Linked DNA regions of Mus musculus: region 2 is linked to region 1. Evidence: chromatin contacts called from public Hi-C data. All regions are on one chromosome and are shown on one strand. The core of a region is the stretch at or near the end of the contact, and the rest is flanking DNA. Distances in the headings are between cores, read along the strand shown. Region 1 has its middle 64 kb from the start of Gm41483. Region 2 has its middle 120 kb from the start of Gm52244.

Region 1 (3,840 bases), core at 337-2,836:
TCTATGCATGCATGTCCTGTTTCCTCTTGGGTCTACATCACAATGTGCTCTAAGTCGGAGGTGGTTTTAAATATTTCTCTGATCTCCCACAGCCTCAGCTAGTATAATTCTGAGCACACAAGAGGCTCTCAATAAAGAACTGTGGATTGAAACATAAGCATTTCTCGGGACAAAAAAAAAGGAGTGCATTTTCTTTCACATTTATTTATTGTATGAGTGTGTATGGGTGTAGCAGAGTGCATGTATGAGGCCAATGAAGTATTTTTGAGAGGCAGTTCTTCTTCCACTACAAAGCCCCGGGAAGTGAACTTAAATTGTCAAGCTTCACAGCAAACACCTTTCTCCACTGGGCCCTCATGCTGTCCTGGGAAAAGTTTATTTTTAAAACAGAAGAATTTTTTCCATTTTCTTTTCATGATTGAAGATGCAGAAGCTGTTGTTAATTCTTCCTGGTTCTTGGAATCAACTGGGTTTTTTTTTTTCCCTTCGTGCTCAGCAATTTTTCTTTCTTTACTATGAATCTGTATTGAAAAAGATCAGAGAGTTCAAACTCCATCTACGTTTGTCTTGCATATCTAGGAAGAGCAGATAAGGCATGTGGGAGCTGGCATGTTGTGCAGCCCAGATCTCACTTGGGAGGGAGGATTTGTTGTCCCTGCTGTTGGGATGCAGTTGTTGTCCATCCTCAGCTGTCAGCCCCTTCAGGATCCTCCTGAGCTATGGTGAATTCCAATCAGTGGACATGTCCGATCCTGGTCATTTTGGCTGTGCTCACATCTGCTCTGCAGGGACAGTCTTACTTCAGAGATCCCCAGGAGCTAACTGACTCTTCTGTTTAACCAGTGTCTTCTTGTTTCTTTCCATTCCATCTCTTGTGCTGAACCCCATGCCCGTCTGCTAACTCAACACTCTCCGTAGAACTCTGTCCTAGATCTGGCATTTAAGAAATGTGACAGGAGTGACTGGTGAGAGTCAGGAGGAAAGAAGGGTTTGCTGCTCTGTGTGAAAAAGCCAAGTGCTCTATGGATCACCAAGAGTGTATGTATTCATAAGCAAGTGTGCTTTCCATGCGGAGTGTTTGAATGTGTCTTGTGGCTTTGCTCAACATCCTTCATGCCTTACCACATTTGGGTTAATAAATGCCTAGCAGCATAGGGGACAGAGGGCTCCTTGGATGCTCAGAGCTTTTTAACCAAAGTTCAGCCCCTGAATAGCTTCCCACATCTTCTCTCCTTAAAACCATTTAAACAATTGACTTGTTTTTCAATGTTTCTGTAATGTTGATCATTTCTGACAGATTGGATGGAGCAGTGTGCATGATTTTAGATTCTAATTTTCTCCTAATGTTGCTTTTGATTTTTCTCAGAAAGAGATATTTCCTTTAATTCTCACCCAAGTTCATGCCTGGTTGAAGGGATTTTAGGTAGCTCCTCGGGTAACTCTGGCCATCTTCCCCGGAGCTAAAGACATTGGCCTTCTTTTAATTAGGACTTTTGGGGCTTTGGTGTTTACAGTGTCTGGCAAGCAAGGGGTTGTGCTGTTCTAACTATCTTGTCATTTAGATAAATTTCAGGGCACTCCTTGGCTCCAGGCTTCTCTCTGGAGTTCCCCCAACAGGCCTAATTTGATATATTGCCTCAACAAATCCCATCAGCCCAGCTGGATTTGGAGCTGAGGGTGAGGATGGTTTATAGAAGTAATAACAACAGAAATGTCCTCTCTGAGACAGGCGAATAATTTCCTCTCTGCTCCAGTCCAATACGATTTCCCTTAATCTTTTTAATGCTTGGGAAGTGGCGGCTTCCTCTGTCCTTAAAGCCACTTTTCTTCCCTGAAGGTTAATGTATTGAAAGAGAGAAGGGCCATTGTTTCTGGTCCTCTGGGCAAACACCCTTTTTTTCTTGAGCGTCATTTGTCAATTTACTCACATGGTTTGGATTCAAAGAAATGAGTCATAGTCACTGGTTTTCCAGAGTAAGTAAGGCCCCCCCACCCCCCCATTGGAAAAAGAATACAGAACCAAGCTGGTTACCCATGCGTGATCTTTCTGCCTTTCAGGGCTATTGATGATCAAGACTTTGCTTGGTATGATGCAGTCTCTTTATGGATTCAAGCCTTGGTCTCTTGCTGCCTCCTTCAGCCAGGTCCCTGATTTATTCTTTCCTCCTATTTTCCTGCAGATTCTTCTTAGCACAGTTCTTTCTCTACCCACCAAGAACAAGAGTCCCCATCCTCAATATTTCAGACTCCTTTGCAGTCACTGGGCATCTTTCTCTCTGAGGACTGTCCCATGTACAGGAAGGGCATGTCAGAAATGAATCTGCCGAGACTTCAGCGAAACCCTTCAAGGTTTCGTTAGCATCTCTGTTTGCATATTTTATGAAAAATTTTTTCCTTTTAAAATGGTTTCTGCATCTCTGCATTTAATATCCGGGAAGCACATCCTTGTTCACTCTTGTCTAATCAGCCTCGATCTTTCTCCTGTCTTCTCCGATGAGGAGGTGTTGGGCTCTGATGGGAGGTGATGGGAGAAGAAAGAACAGGGCACCTTCAAACTTCATTCCCTCTGCCCGAGACTGCCATTACAGTTTGCCATGTTTGGTGAACTGACAATGAACAGTAATTTCTGGCAGTAATCACCCACAGGTCACATGGATAGTAAGGACATAAACTTTAGGACATAAATTTTTGCCAGTTATAATTTAGCATGCCATCTTAACTTTCACTGAATTGTGCAGCTTCATTCACAAAAGTAGATATGTGTGCTGTCGAGATTCAGGAATTAGTTAATTACACGTTTCTTTGTCTGCACTAGAGATGAAAACTAGAACCTTGCAGTAGAGATTGAATCTCGAACCTTGTGCGTGCTGAGCAAGTACTCTGACATTGAGCTTCATCCCTACTTTCCTTTATTCTTTTTATTTCTAGATGGGCTCTCAAGACGTTTCCCAGACTTGAACTCACTCTGTAGTTCAAGCATGCCTTGAATCTACACTCCTTCTAAATAGCTAAGGTAATTGGGTGTGGCTAATACTGGGTCTTTTTCCAGCTCTGTAGACCTATTTCTGTGGCCACTGGCTTCTTGGGGCTTCAGTTTACATATGGATGAGATGAACATGTTTTTTACCATGCCTATGGTTCCATTCCAAGTTTTGCATTCTCTATGTCAGTTTTGATGATCAATTATTTCTATTGGTGTTGTTTTCTGAGACAGAGACTTACAGTAGAACTCAGATGAGTTCCTGATTTACTATGTAGACCACAGTGACCTTGATTCTTCTGTATGTGTGAGTTCTGGGCTTATAGATATGCATTACCATGTTACAAAAATTGCTAATCTTGCATCATTTTAAAAATCACATTTGAGAGCTAGAGACCTGGCTCACTGGTTAAGGGCATGAACTGCTCTTACAAAGGACTAAGTTTCCATTCCCAGCAGCCCTACTGGATCATCATAAACAACTTCTAGGAGGATCCAGTGCCTGAGGTCTCCACAATACCTGTGTGCTCTTGCATGTGTGAACAGACAGGCAGGCAGACAGACAGACAGACAGACACACACACACTCTTTCCTTCCTTCCTTCCTTCCTTCCTTCCTTCCTTCCTTCCTTCCTTCCTTCCTTCCTTCCTTCCTTCCTTCCTTCCTTCTTTCCTTCCTTCTCTCCTTCTCCTCCTCCTCCTTTTTTGAGACAGGATTTCTTTGTGTAGCCCTGACTGTCCTGGAACTCTCTGTAGACCAGGCTATCATTGAACTCACAGAGATCCACATGCCTCTGCCTTCTGAGTGCTGGGATTAAACGCATGCTTGCCACATCACCACGACCTGGCTAGCTTGTTTTT
Region 2 (4,270 bases), core at 777-3,276, 290 kb after region 1:
TCTTAAACTTGCTTAATGTATTCTTTTAAAAGTAACCTTATTCAGAAATATTAAGTAAAATGAACCATTTTGAATGCCCTAAGTTCTCAATACTGGAAGGATTGTTATTGCCAAGGAAGGAAAAAGCAGTAAGCAGTAACTGAGGTGAAATGATATGGAAAAATCAAGTGGGCTTCATTTATGTCTGTTATTTGATTTGTATTTGTAGAATTACTCTGATATTTAGTGTGTATGTGCATATATTCTCTCTCTCTCTCTCTCTCTCTCTCTCTCTCTCTCTCTCTCTCTCTCTCGTGTGTGTGTGTGTGTGTGTGTGTGTGTGTGTGTGTTTGGGGAAACTGTGGAGAAGACAGATTTATTCCTTACTTTGTGAGGAATTCTTGGCTAGATTATGTCTTATAGGCTTCTTGGCTGGCAAGCGTGGGGTACCTATGTGGATAACCGTATGGGTCTGTGTGTCTCAGAGACATCTTTAGAGAAGGAAGTCAGTAAAGTGGTGCTAAATCGCTTTGAGAATTGATATAATGCATTGTTATGAAACTCTGATTTTGTCAGATTTTTCCTTTTGTCTTAGATTCTTCTTAGCCAAACACCTAGGATGATGGAAGGGTGGTGAACTGTGGTCTCTATGGAGATATGTTGATATCTGTCTCTTTGTCCCTGAGACAGTAACCTTTGGGAATAGGGTATTCACATATACAATCACGCGAGAACAAGAACACTATATATACTTAATTTTGGTGATCCTTATAAGAGGGAAAACCATGTGAAAACAGAAATGTAGATAGAGTGGCATCGTGCACACAGGCATGACAGGAATGATGTAGCTGCATGCCAGAGGACAGAGGAGTGACAGTCCCCCAGAGCTGGCAGAGGCCAGGCACCAAGGGATTGGGATTATGTAGACATTTTGATTCTTCACTGTGTCTTTGGGCTCCATCTGGAGCTTTAAGCCACCATGTTCATGGTGCTTCTTCCCTGCAACCCGAAAAACTAATTCAGAGAGCTGAAGTCAAACATGAGAAGGGAAAAGACTTGTTTGTGTGCTCTTGTTTTCCACTGTTCTCCTGGGGTTGAGAAGGGCATTTCTCCCATGGTGCCAACAACCTGGAGACTGACTTTGCAAAGCTTTTTAGGACCTGCCAGGGCTCCATCAGGGAGCTCCGAGAAAATGACACCACCATTATATGATTTTAAAGCTATAAAAGATGAGCGTATTAAAGACCCAAGTCTTCGAAATGTTCCTTTCCGTGCGATTATGATACAGCAAGGAAGGCGGTGCTGGTGATAAAGTGGGCTGTTTGTTCTACAAAGGCCTTGTGGAAAACACATGTAAACTCAAGCGCTGTCGGCACATTCTTCTCCCACAAACTGTCTTTTCTGTTAGATGCCTATGGTTCCATCTGTCACACAGGAAATGGCTATCTGTTTTACCGGACCCATTGGATGAGATCGAGGCTAGCGTTCCTGGGGGTTACTTGGGAACCAGTGCTACAACGATCTGATATAGCTTTGAGCACTAGGTGGCATCAGAGAACCTGCACGTGCCCTGGTCTTCAGAGCTTGGAAAGTCCTGGCTGGTTTCATGAGCTCTTCTTCCTTTGCTTTCCTTTTGCCTCCACCTCATTGCGAAGCAGACACTTTGTGGTCTGATGCTCTACGTAGCTGTAGCTAAGGCTGCCAATTCCCAGAGAATCCCAGTTCTCCTGAAGGGCAAGATGAAAGCAGAGATATGTAAGTGCTATGTTTGGGAGATGGGAAGATGTCTCATCTTCAACAGGCTTTTTGAGAAGGGTTACTCCTCGCTTTCCCTGACCCTTCTTGCAAAGCCTGTTGAAGATGAAATGCGCTCTTCCTGGGACATTCTTGATAGTAATAGTGATTAGATTTCGTCAGGAGATAGCCAATATGATTGGCTGCATCTTGCAAATTGTGGTCCCCGGAGCCAGTGTTCTGTGTTCCCGGGACTGGGAACTACATTTGAGGTTATTACGATCTTCCTGTAACTGAGCGCTGACCCACATTGTCAGCGCTGCCGTTACTTTTTGTGGAAACACACACTTCTTCCTAATCATCTCTCCTCATGTGTGGGAGACTAGTCAGCCGGTGCTCATCGCATTGAGATTGCTCAGCGTACATTATCATTTGTTTTCAAGTCATCAGCATCAGCACGGGTCCAACATAGACCTTTTTTTATAAACCTTTGGTTGGGAAGTTGTTTTCTGCTTTGTGTAAACTACAATTTAAAAACATTATTTAAGCGAATGAAGTCATCACGAGACTGAGTTTGAGTTTCCAAAAAATTGTGAAAACATAGGCCCAAGGAGACATATGAATTCTGCTTTTTAGCAGTCAAGTGGAGTACAATAGGAAAAATCTAGACTTCCTGCTTCATTTGCAGCTGCCGCATTTCACATGTTGGTGTATTTCAAAATGTAGGCTTACATAAATCTTTTGTTTGGTGCATTAAATAGTCTAGGATCACAGTTTGGCCATTAAGTTGTTTTTTAAAATGAAGCTCATGTTTTAAAAAGTCACACTCAACTATACTTTGGTAGATTTTACTTACAATTAATATTTTTTAAAGAAACATAATATTCTCTTATATTCCATCCTTTCTCAAATAGTAAGAATGTTTGAATAAAAATAAAGTATCAGTTTTAGTGGTAGCTGATTGTGGGTTAAAAGTGCCATCTAGTGGTTACACAAGGAAGTTCATTTAACTTATAAATGATAGTGTAAATTTCTCCTTTTCACTTCCATACCAGAAAGCAGTACAGTTGTCAGTTGGTGAAATTATCCATCATCTGGATATGGATCCACCAAGACAGCATGCTACAGGGTTTGATGAAGCTATACTTTGTACTATGCTGGACTCAGCAAATGTCATGAAACCATCTGGTTAAATACAATGTAGATGTACAAGACAGGAGGCCAACGGATTTCCCTCTTGCTCATAAACTTTTCCTGAGGGTTTTTTTTTCATGATTGATTAATATATTAAAACCAAACTCCTGTGCAAATAGTAAACAAAAACAGATCTCTCTGTCTCTGTGTCTATCTCTCTATCTCCCTGTCTCTGTCTCTCTGTCTCTGTGTGTGTGTGTGTGTGTGTGTGTGTGTGTGTGTATGTGTGTGTGTGTAGAGATGTGCTTGAATACAGGAAAACAACTCATTTAACTGTTCCTTCAGAGGCTCCTTCCTCATGATCACTTGTCATGATAAATGCAGAAAGGAGGCTCCATCAACCCCTCGGGAGAGATCTTCAGCCTCTGGCTAAGAGCCATGAATGAACCAATGGCAGAATTCCAATCTCACTCAATTTCTCTTGAGCCAGTCATTGGGATGTGTCAAGGTTTCTTCCAGCAGGTTCCCCCTTGCCTTCTTCCCTTCTCTCTCTCTCTCTCTCTCTCTCTCTCTCTCTCTAAGGACAGGCCATCTCTGTATCCTTCTCTCTCTCTCTCTCCCTAAGGACAGGCCATCTCTGTATCCTTCTCTCTCTCTGAGAACAGCCCACCTTGCTGTATAAAACCTGCAGACATAAAACCCAGAATAACATTCAGTCCTAGGGAATGCTTGTGTCAAAGTGATTCCTGTTTCCATTTCTCACTTTATTGTTTTCTGACAACAACTCAAGGTTGAGGTGCCTGGTTCCTTAGCACCTGTGTATCAAAAACTTATGGCTGAGGCTTGGAGGGAAGACTTAGGACATTCTCTCACCTCTCCTCTCTCTTTATGAAGGTCCCAAGAATGTTGCTGGGAGTCTCTGTCTTTGCAAAGACATTACTGAGGCCAGTTTAAGATCTGGAGTACAGGAAGGTAAAGAAGCGCTTTTGACTAACTCTGATTGCTCACTGGCAATGTTGTTAAATAGGTGTCCTATTTAAAAAGCACAGGAGTGGGAAAATTATCAAAGTGGGTAGGCTGAGTAGAAGATTACAGATGAAATGAACTGTGATTTTAAAAAAAACATTACGGTATGAGGCTGGAATGTTTCTCAGTTCATAGGGAACTTGCCCAGCATGGATGAGATCTGGTTCTGTCTCTAGAACCACACAGTCTATTATGGCTCAGGCCTGTAATCCCAGCCCATGGGAGCTAGTTACAGAAGAATCACAGGTTTGAAGCCATCGTTAGTTACCCAGGGATTTCGAGTGGCCATTCTGGGCCACGAGAGTTTCTGTCTCAAAAACAAACAAAACTGCAGTGATTTCTGAGCTTTAAACTTGTCTCTTAGTTATATGTTAAGTACTTTTCAAAGCCACTGCTT

What was found. A called contact is a pair of places that touch in the nucleus more often than the background predicts.
Region 2: a contact with region 1 is called in a Hi-C map of the N1E-115 cell line, with 8 times the contacts expected there. The contact joins two enhancer-like sites. A contact is called at or near these places in 1 of 484 Hi-C or Micro-C datasets (the N1E-115 cell line) and 2 of 115 datasets of contacts at active chromatin or transcription factors (cardiomyocytes and embryonic stem cells).

What each region holds. Positions count from the first base shown.
Region 1 is chr16:85,385,400-85,389,239 of GRCm38.p6, forward strand. No RefSeq gene overlaps it. Among named protein-coding and RNA genes, the nearest start is that of Gm41483, 64 kb to the left of the region's middle. Within about 2 kb of position 1,587, at least 2 of the 459 cell types and tissues checked have an H3K27ac peak or open chromatin away from gene starts, as enhancers often do. A contact at or near this core is called in the N1E-115 cell line, where this site is marked.
Region 2 is chr16:85,675,700-85,679,969 of GRCm38.p6, forward strand. No RefSeq gene overlaps it. Among named protein-coding and RNA genes, the nearest start is that of Gm52244, 120 kb to the left of the region's middle. Within about 2 kb of position 2,027, at least 8 of the 459 cell types and tissues checked have an H3K27ac peak or open chromatin away from gene starts, as enhancers often do. A contact at or near this core is called in the N1E-115 cell line, where this site is marked.